Regions from separate parts of the Zea mays genome. Here region 2 is linked to region 1. A link is a contact called in public Hi-C data. All regions are on one chromosome and are shown on one strand. Each heading gives the region's core, a stretch centred on a gene start, on an enhancer-like site or on the middle of the called end of the contact. The rest is flanking DNA. Distances are from core to core; before and after follow the strand shown. Region 1 has its middle 28 kb from the start of LOC100283620. Region 2 holds the start of LOC100280279.

The links. Hi-C and Micro-C count contacts between places; a contact is called where the count stands out from the background.
Region 2: a contact with region 1 is called in a Hi-C map of leaf, with 7 times the contacts expected there. The contact joins the promoter of LOC100280279 here to the enhancer-like site in region 1. A contact is called at or near these places in 4 of 25 Hi-C or Micro-C datasets (bundle sheath, ear, leaf and 1 more).

Annotation. Positions count from the first base shown.
Region 1 is chr3:204,505,336-204,510,308 of Zm-B73-REFERENCE-NAM-5.0, forward strand. No RefSeq gene overlaps it. Among protein-coding and RNA genes, the nearest start is that of LOC100283620, 28 kb to the left of the region's middle. Within about 2 kb of position 1,301, at least 20 of the 20 cell types and tissues checked have an H3K27ac peak or open chromatin away from gene starts, as enhancers often do. A contact at or near this core is called in bundle sheath, ear, leaf and 1 more, where this site is marked.
Region 2 is chr3:204,729,943-204,734,304 of Zm-B73-REFERENCE-NAM-5.0, forward strand. LOC100280279 reads left to right here and starts at 1,618. Exons shown (of 12, transcript NM_001361036.1): 1 at 1,618-2,725; 2 at 2,809-2,876. The coding sequence starts at 1,700.

The sequences.
Region 1 (4,973 bases), core at 51-2,550:
TCGTACCGCTGCCATCGGTAGTCGAACACCGTGGCCGACATGCCGCCCGAGGTCGTCCTGACCTGGACCTTCTCGCCGTCCGTGAAGATCTCGGAGATGGCGCTCCGCCCGGAGAACTGCAACCGGTTCTGGTCGTCTATGACGTCGCTTGCATGCAGCTGCTTCGTGTCCACGAGGCGCGGGGTCGGCGCGCCGATCTCGGACAAGCGGGCGAGCAGCAGGTTGGCATACTGGACCGATTTTTTTGTTTTTTTTTTAATTTTTGTTTACAAAAATTTACAATTGGACTAACTTATTTGCCGTTTTATGACTTATTTGTCGTTTTAAACCCAAACCTGAGCGCCATAAGTTATGTCACCGAGCTCACACGCCTCGACGTCACAGTTTTTAGCGTCGAGCTTATCGACGTGGCAGCGCACATGGCAACCTAGCTCCACGTCACGGATCTTGACACCGAGCTTACCGACGTGGCAGGGCACGTGGCAATCTAGCTCGGCGCCACAGATCTTGACGTCGAGCTTACCGACATGGCAGCGCACGTGGCAACCTAGCTCCGCGTCACAGATATTGACGCCGAGCTAGATCCTGACGTCGAGCTTACCGACGTGGTAGCGCACGTGGCAACCTAGCTCCGCGTCACAGATCTTGACGCCGAGCTAGATCTTGACACTGAGTTTACCGACGTGACAACGCACGTGGCAACCTAGCTCGGCGCCACAAATCTTGACGTCGAGATTACCGACGTGGCAGCGCACATGGCAACTTAGCTCCGCGTCACAGATCTTGACGTCGACCTAGATCTTGACGCCGAGCTTACCAACGTGGCAGCGCACGTGACAACCTAGCTTGGCGCCGCAGATCTTGACGTCGAGCTAGGATTTATACTCGGCGCTCGTCTTCTTTCTCTCCTTATCTTCCTTCCTCCAGACGTCCCGTGCATCCACCGCCGCCCCGCCCGCCGAGCCGCCGCCCCGCCATCGCTCTCGCCGATGGCGGCTCGCCATCGCCGCCCTCCGTCCATGACCTCGACTTCGACCACGAGATTGAGGAGCTAAACCGGCTATAATCGTCGCCTCCGGTTCCTCAACGACTGCAAATCTGCAATCCACCAACCAAAAGTGCGAGCACGGAACAAACCAGAGACGCCGGAGAGGCGGGAGAGCGGGAGAGGTCGAGAGGATCAGAAGCACCAGCAAATGCAACAGCGAGCAAATATTGCACGCGTTTGTCCCTGTAGCACCTCCTCTCTCGGTCCGCAGCCCCGCTCTTGGCCGTGTCTTGCGACATTTGTGCGCGGTGGGCCTTAAGTCCCATCCGTGCCTGGCCCATCCGCTCCGCATTATTGCACGCGTCTCGGTCGCGTCCCTTGAAGCAAGCCATGTTCGCCAAAATATGGTTGACTTTTTTTCGTATAATGGAAAGTTCCTATTAAAAAGGTGACATAGTGTACCAAATTGCAGTTTATCAATGCCGTGTTTGTTTACCTCCAGTCTATGTCTATGTCACCTTATTTAGTACATACTACTTGTTGAGTTGTTTGTATACTACCGCGTGTCGTCCTTTACTCCTTTGGCTTGGGCGCGCGCTCGTGAATCGCGCCGCCCGCGTTGCCTTGCCTTGCCTCGTCGGGGGTCGGTCTTTGCCAACATGCCAAGCCGTCCTGCGCCGCGCACCGCGGCAGCTGGTGCCTGGTAGTGGTACAAGACTACAAGTATAGAAAGGAGTGCGTGCGTGGGCGCAGCGGCGGGGCCGGCCGGGGCATCACCCCGCCGCCCGTGAAAAGCGTGGCGCGCGTACGGGGGGACACGCTGGCCGGTGTCGTGTCGTGGGCTCGTGGTCCGCGCAGGGGAGGCGGGTAGAGATGTCCAAATGGGCAGCCCTGTCCGGCCCGGGCCCGGGCCCGATGAAGCCCGGCCCGTTTTGGGTCCGGCCCGCCAGGCACGGTTAAAAAATTGTACCGGACCGTCTAGGCACGCGGGCTCAATTTTCTGTCCGAGTCTGGACCGCAACAAGCCTAAACGGACCAGGCCGGCCCGTTTAGCATGAAAAAAACGGGCTGAAAAACGGGCTATGCAGGCCGGTAAGCATATTTTAGTGTAAAAAAGCGGGCTTAACAGGCTTAGAGTTAAACGTGCCGTGACGTGCTAGCCCACCGTGCCTAGTTTCTTGTCCGAGTCCGGCTCACTTATTCGTGCCGGGCCGGCCCAGGCCCGCATAGAACCGGGTCATGCCGGGCTCGAACCGGGCCCAAATAACGGGCTTCGTGCCGGGCTCGCGGGTCTCGTGCTTATTCGACATGTATAGAGGCGGGCGAGTGCCCGCGCGGTGTGCAGGCTCAGGCTGCAGTCATCCTGTGATCCAGGAACGAAGTCGATACTCTCTGCAAGGCTGCATATGCAAGGAGGCATGGAATCCGAGGCCGCACGACGAGTAGGTGGTGCGCGTTTATTACAGCGTTAGGCTGGCCTACCGATCTTTACAGTACACAACAGTGGCTCTGACGTACTAGTACGTAGCTCGCTTGGATACGTTGTTATCCACCAAAATCTCAATCCATGTGGCTGCCAGTTCGACCGACGTGATCCACATCCGCTCTCAGTGCCGCCTAATATTGGCACCTACCATCCGTGGAAATATTCGGACAGCAAGTACACGCCAGCAGGATCGCCGTATAAAAACATCAAGCCAAGGCCCCAAGCTGGTGCCCGCGCCAGCGGCGCACGCGAGCTACAGGCAGATCTCATCTGATCGAGCCACAATATGTGGCCGCGCGCGTACGTACCCCGCACGGAAAATTCCCGCAAAATATCGAGCCTTTGGCGGCCCCCGGCCTGTAGCGATTGCGACAGCGGTGCAAGTGGCGCGGCGGCGAGCGGCTCCACCTCGTCGCTGCCGTGGAGTGGGGCATCGGCATGGGCATTGGAGCCCGCCCTGTCGGCCACGCACGGGCCACCCCACGTGCGGGGGCTTTCGGCCGCACCCGGCCCGGCCCGGCCCTAGCCGTTTAATGCGACGTCCCGCCGTGCTGGTGTAGTTTAATGCTGCTGAAACCGTGAAAAAAAGATTTGCCAGTGTACTCCCTCCGCCCAAATAAATACTCGGCTAGGGGTGGAAATGAGCCGGCTCAGCCGAGCGTGTCTCAGCTTGGCGGGTCTGAGACTGACCGCAGCGGTCGACCCTACCGCTCCCCCTCCACTTGCATGTCGGCTGTAGGGGCACCCTATGGCCGCAGCAGTGCCCCTTACAGCGTCGCCTACGTGTCGGTCTCATTCTCTCTTCACCAGATCTAGCGTGTCACTGTTCATCACCCTAAACACTGTGTTGTGGGTCCACGATTAATTGTTAGTAGATAAAAAATTGATAGTTGGTATAGAAAATGATATTTTATAGTGGTAGTGGGGTATAGGGGGAGTATTTAGGGGAACCGCTGCGGGAGATGAAAAAATAGGGGGAAAATAGGGGGGAAAAGTGATATAGAGGGAAAAATTTAGGGGTAACGGTTGCGGATAGCCTGAAAATGACGTCATTTCTATCCTGCCATAAAATTGGACCCAGGCGCAAGCGCGACAATGGCTACCGACGTGGTGGACTGTCAGTGAGGCGTGAGCAGGAGGGCAATAGCGCAACCATGACCTTTCCTGTAGACAATGGCTACCGACGTGGTGGACCGTGAAATTGTCAGGCAATAGCTCAACCATGGCCATTCCTGTAGCCCATGTACTGTGTGACTGTGTCAATCTATCACAGGCTCACAGCATATAGTACTTTGAGGATGTAGCATCGTCATCATCAAGCGCCTTTGGATCCTAACCTTTATAAAGGCTGTAAGCTCTGTGCATGATAAAAGAGAGGGGCTCTTTAATTGCGCGGTTACCGGGTTCGGCACCTATTATGCATGATTTATTGCCCCATATAGCGGTATTGTCTCTTGAACCGGTCTTAGTGGAAGTTTTACGGATATTAAATAAGCTAATGTGGATAGGATTAATGAATATATATATATATATATATATATATATATATATATATATATATATATATATATATATATATAAAGATAAAAAATATAGGATGGAATGTGTTTTACGTAGATGGAGCTTGTTTGTACTATTTGTAACCTACGAAAGTCTTAAAAATTGACATCAAACTCCACTGAGACTAGCCTAGTCTAATACTATCTTAAATAAATCGTGTATATAATTGTATAAAACACGGTTTTGTATTATAGACATAGAGTGAAAATTGAAACTGGAAATAAGACGAGAATAAGATGGGTGAGCTGCTCATGACAGTCTAAGGTGGGCAATGTGGTCATCTTACACATTCAAAAGCCTAACGTAGCTTCACGAAGATGAACGCTTTACTCGCTCCCATTAAGAGGTCATTTGGATCCGATAGATTCGTTGTTTAGTCTTTATTCATATAATTAGTTTTATTTAATACTTATAATTATCATTCAAACAGCTAATGTGACACGAACTAAACTTTAGTCAAGAGAACCAAACACCTCTAATATTGTTAACATAGGCGAACTCCTTATAATAACCACCTATGTTAATAACCATTAACATAAGCAGGTGTCCTAAGGAGCCCTTGTCCGAATGCATATTTGTGTGTCAATCAAGTTTACTCACACACGTGGCGATATCATTAGTGATAGTATTATTCCATATCAAGCTTAGCACGTTGTCAAATAATTACATAAGGACTCGTAGGTCTAAAAGAAGGAAAACAAAATAGCACAACAAATGATCACAAAGTAATGGAATTAGTCGTAGTGGCTTCCACAGGCATTGGTCAAGAAGACAACAAGCATGTTCTTCTGCGCCGCCTTCATCCGCGTACACACTAGACACAGCCTTCAGCCGAGCAACAATTTATATGTCAAGTTTGAGCACTTATTATATGTCAATTTATCCGCCTTCTTCGTGTAGTTCCTCCGTCCTCACTACTGCCAGCCGTCACACCACCTC
Region 2 (4,362 bases), core at 368-2,867, 220 kb after region 1:
AGACTCAAATTCGCAGCACAACCACGCACACAAGTCACGACTTGAGCTCGAAACACAACACACAGAGTTCGCAACTCAAATGGAGCTCAAATCACTAACACAGAGAATCAAATGCGTGGAGTTGGAGTCTTGGAGTCTTACGATGCTTAGTGAATGCTTGAGTGACTCCTCCATGCGCCTAGGGACCCCTTTTATAGCTCCAAGACAGCTAGGAGCTGTTGGAGACAATTTTGGAAGGCAATTCCTGCCTTCTGTCAAGTGACGCACCGAACAGTCCGGTGCGCCATCGGACAGCTACTGTAGCCTGTCCGGTGCGCGATTTCCTTCCAAAACGGGCACAGTCGACCGTTGCAGCTCCAGGCCCGTTGGCGCACCGGACACTGTCCCGTGCACACCGGACAGTCCGGTGCCTCCTTCCGACCGTTGGAGCTGCCACGCGTCGCCCGCAGATTTCGCGGCCGACCGTTGGCGCAGGCGACTGTTGGCTCACCGGACAGTCCGGTGAATTATAACCACGTCGCCTTTCTTCATTCCCGAGAGCAACGAGTTCGTCGCAGATGACTCACCTGACAGTCCGGTGCACCACCGGACAGTCCGGTGATTTTTAGTCGTACGCCGTCGTTGAGTCCCAAGAGCGGCGAGTTCACGCAGACCAGCCTGGCGCACCGAACACAGTCCGTTGCACCACCGGACAATCCAATGTGCCAGGCCGAACAGGAGTTTAACTGCACACAACCAAGTCTTTTGTAATTCGATTCTCTTCTTCTTAGTACTGTTTCTAGCACTTAGATAACCTCATTAGTATTCAAAAACAAATGTACTAAGTCTAGAAATATACCTCATGCCTTGATTTGCACTTTTCAACCTTTGGCACATTAGGACTTAAAGAATATGTGTTGGACATCTAATCACCAAAATACTTATAGAAATTGCCCAAGGACATATTTCCCTTTAAAACCCCATTGCCACTGTACTCGCAAGCATCTTATGATTTTTAAATGCTTATTGTAAATGTTCAAAACATGTTTAACCAATTATCTTATTTAAATAAAGTCTATATAAAAACCGTAGCACCGTAGACTATATTGTTTATAGAATAAAGTTTAAATATAGTTATAAGGATGAGTAAACTGTTGGAGTTAATCTTCCCCACGTACCACTATGCCACTTGCTTCACAAATCACAGCATCATAAAGTCATTGATAATTTTACCATTATCATCTGTGGGCTTCAACAATATACCATCCGACCTACAAATTATAGACACTAATGATTTTACCGGTTATAGACACGTGATAATATAATAATAGATAGCCAAAATTGAGGGTGACAAATAGCAAATTTCTCCATCATCACGACAGTGTAGCTGCAACCGGGAACGGAGCACCCTCGCACTATGTAAAAGTGAAAGCGTGGAGCCGTGGAGGCGTGGAAGACCAACGAAGGATCCTCTGCTTCCGGCGATTTCCCTTTCAGAAAAAGAAGCAGCAGCAGCTAGAGCTAGCTACCGCGATGAAATCTATGACAGAGGCAAATATTCTCCAGCGTTGGCTTCGCAACCAACATTCCAGATCAAGTAACCTGTCCGGCGTGCGAGGAGTGGAAGTTGACAGCACCCGCCGCTTTAAACCCCGTCCGTGTCCCGCTAGCCGCCATTGCAGAGCACTGACTGAGCACACCACCCACCAGCTCCGAAGTCATGTCCCACCTCGACGCGGCCTCGCTCCTCGCCCCCTCGCCGCCGCTGGCAAAGCCCCACCCGCGCAGCCGCTTCCTCTGCCTCATCTCCTCCATGCTCGCCGTCCTCGGCGCCTCCCTCGCGGGTCTCCTCTTATTCGCGCTCCACCCCGCGCCGAACCCGGTCCCGAACTACGCGTCGCTCTTCCTCTCCCTCGGATCCAACGACACCGCCGCCTCGCACCTCCGAGCGCTCACTCTCCACCCGCACGTCGCGGGGACCAAGGCGAACGCCCTCACCGCCCGCTACGTGTTCGACGCGCTCTCCGCGCTCTCCTTCCCCACCCACATCACGCCTTACTCCGTCCTCCTCTCCTACCCCGTCCACCGCTCCCTCTCCCTCTCGGCGCCAGGCCGCGGCGTCGTCACCTCCTTCTCCCTAAAGCAGGAGACCTACCCCAACGACCCCTACGCAGCAGCCGCGGCGGAGACCATCCCGACGTTCTACGCGTACTCGGCCTCCGGGTCGGTCTCCGCGGAGGCCGTGTATGCTAACTACGGCCGCGAGGAGGACTTCTCTTACCTCGCCTCCCGCGGCGTGGACGTCGCGGGCAAGGTCGCGTTCGCGCGGTACGGGAGGATCCACTGCGAGGACATAGCGCACAACGCGCGCGCCGCCGGCGCCGCGGCCGCGGTGGTGTACACTGACCCGCTGCAGTACGGCGGCGCACCCGGTGAGGGGTGGTTCCCCGACTCGCGGTGGCTGCCGCCCAGCGGTGTGCAGGTGGGGAGCCTCTTCCGGGGCGTGGGGGACCCGACGACGCCGATGTGGGCATCGTCCGAGGGCTGCGAGCGCGTCAGCTTGGAGGAGGCCATGAATACCGATGACATGCCGCTCATCCCAGCCCTGCCGGTATCGGCTCAGGACGCGATGGAGATACACAGAGCCATGGGCGGGGCCGTGGCGCCGGAGGACTGGCAGGGCCGTGAAGACGGACCCGTTTACCGCCTCGGGCCAGGGCCGGCAGTTTTGAACCTGACATATCTTGTATGTACAATTCGATTCGAGGCACCTTCTTTTCGGCTCGTTGCCTTGAAGCCGGCCTGACGCTGTTGTTTTGGATTTTGCAGGGGAATGATTCGATGGCAACGATTGAGAATGTCTTCGCCATTATCGAGGGCGCCGAAGAGCCCGATAGGTAACTAATGGGTGTTTGAATGCACTAAAACTAATAGTTAATGACTAAAGTTAGTTAAAACATCTAAACATCTTAGCTAATAGTTCAGCTATTAGCTATTTTTGGTAAATTAGTTAATAGTTAGATAGTTATTTGTTAGCTAGCTAATTTAACTAATAATTTTTAGTCAACTAACTATTAGTTATAGTGCATTCAAACGCCCCCTAATTCCTTATTTATCTCGTTATATTGGTAACAAATTCGTTGTGGAATGTGACGTTGCATTCTTCGGTTTTCACACGAAAGCTTCAGTCACGCGGAGTACTACCAGTAGGGAATTAGGAAATTGCATATCTGTGAAGTTCACGCAGCCCGCTCGGGCAGAGCGCTACTTTTGTAGTGCCATCCGTTGACCTTCTTAGAAGATATATAGATGGCGTGTGAGGAACTATTTTCCCTTGCCAAGAAAAAAAGGGAAATTATAGGACCCGGTGTCCACGAATTTTTCTTCCTATTAGCTGGTGGTAGCCTTGTAGAAGATGCACGTGCTAATGATTTGCGAGAATTAATAAGGAATTCATGTGGAAGGGAAAATGATGTCATGTCATGTCAAGGTGTGCATGGCGTGGATGTGTGGTACACTACAAAATTATATAATCATGTAGTACTCCACAACTTTTTAAACATGTTAGCTTATCATATAGAGACCACTTTGTAAAAATATTTACTAGAAAGCAAACTTTTCTTTTCTTTTTGAATTTAATGGCAGGAGCTCTACCTCTCAATTAAAAAGAAAAATAGAATTGAATCAATTTTAAGGAAAAATGGACCCAAAAACCTACACAGGGTGCATAAGCAACCGAGACGACGATAACCCACACACAAAGCCCATCCAGAATCATCGTTGTCAAGCTCAACACAAAGAACGAGCAACTCCGATTCTCCAAGACAGGCAACACAAGACCAAAGGAAACCCTACTACGTCTACACCCACAACACCAGCACCAGGTGGAGGAAGACCACGGTGCACCGTCGTTGTCAAGCCTTGAGATACCTCAAACGAGACAACTCCGATTATTCACCAACGAGACTTCCAAACAAGCATCCGCCCTGCCAGGGGCATACGCTCAAACCTCCAAAGCAGTCCAATCCACGAAGAAGGGGGATTCACCTCACGTCATCGTTGTCGAGCCACATCCTTGGTGTAGCAGCTTCGACTTCACGCTCTAAGTCTGCATCACCCGCCTACCGGACGCCAAGAACCGAAAGCATCAATCGAGAGGTGATGTCATGGCCGAGACAAACTTCAAAAGCGACGACGTGAGAAAGGGAGTGACATCAGAGATGACACTGTCGTATGTTTGAGATGGATTAGGCTTTCACAAATGGAAGACAGTGATAGAGAATGCGACGCTGAGGCTTTCTCTCAAAAAGCCCCTAGCACAATGTCAGGTAGACCCCGGTCAAAGCAAGCAACCTCCGTCGTTGCTGACAACTCGCACAAACC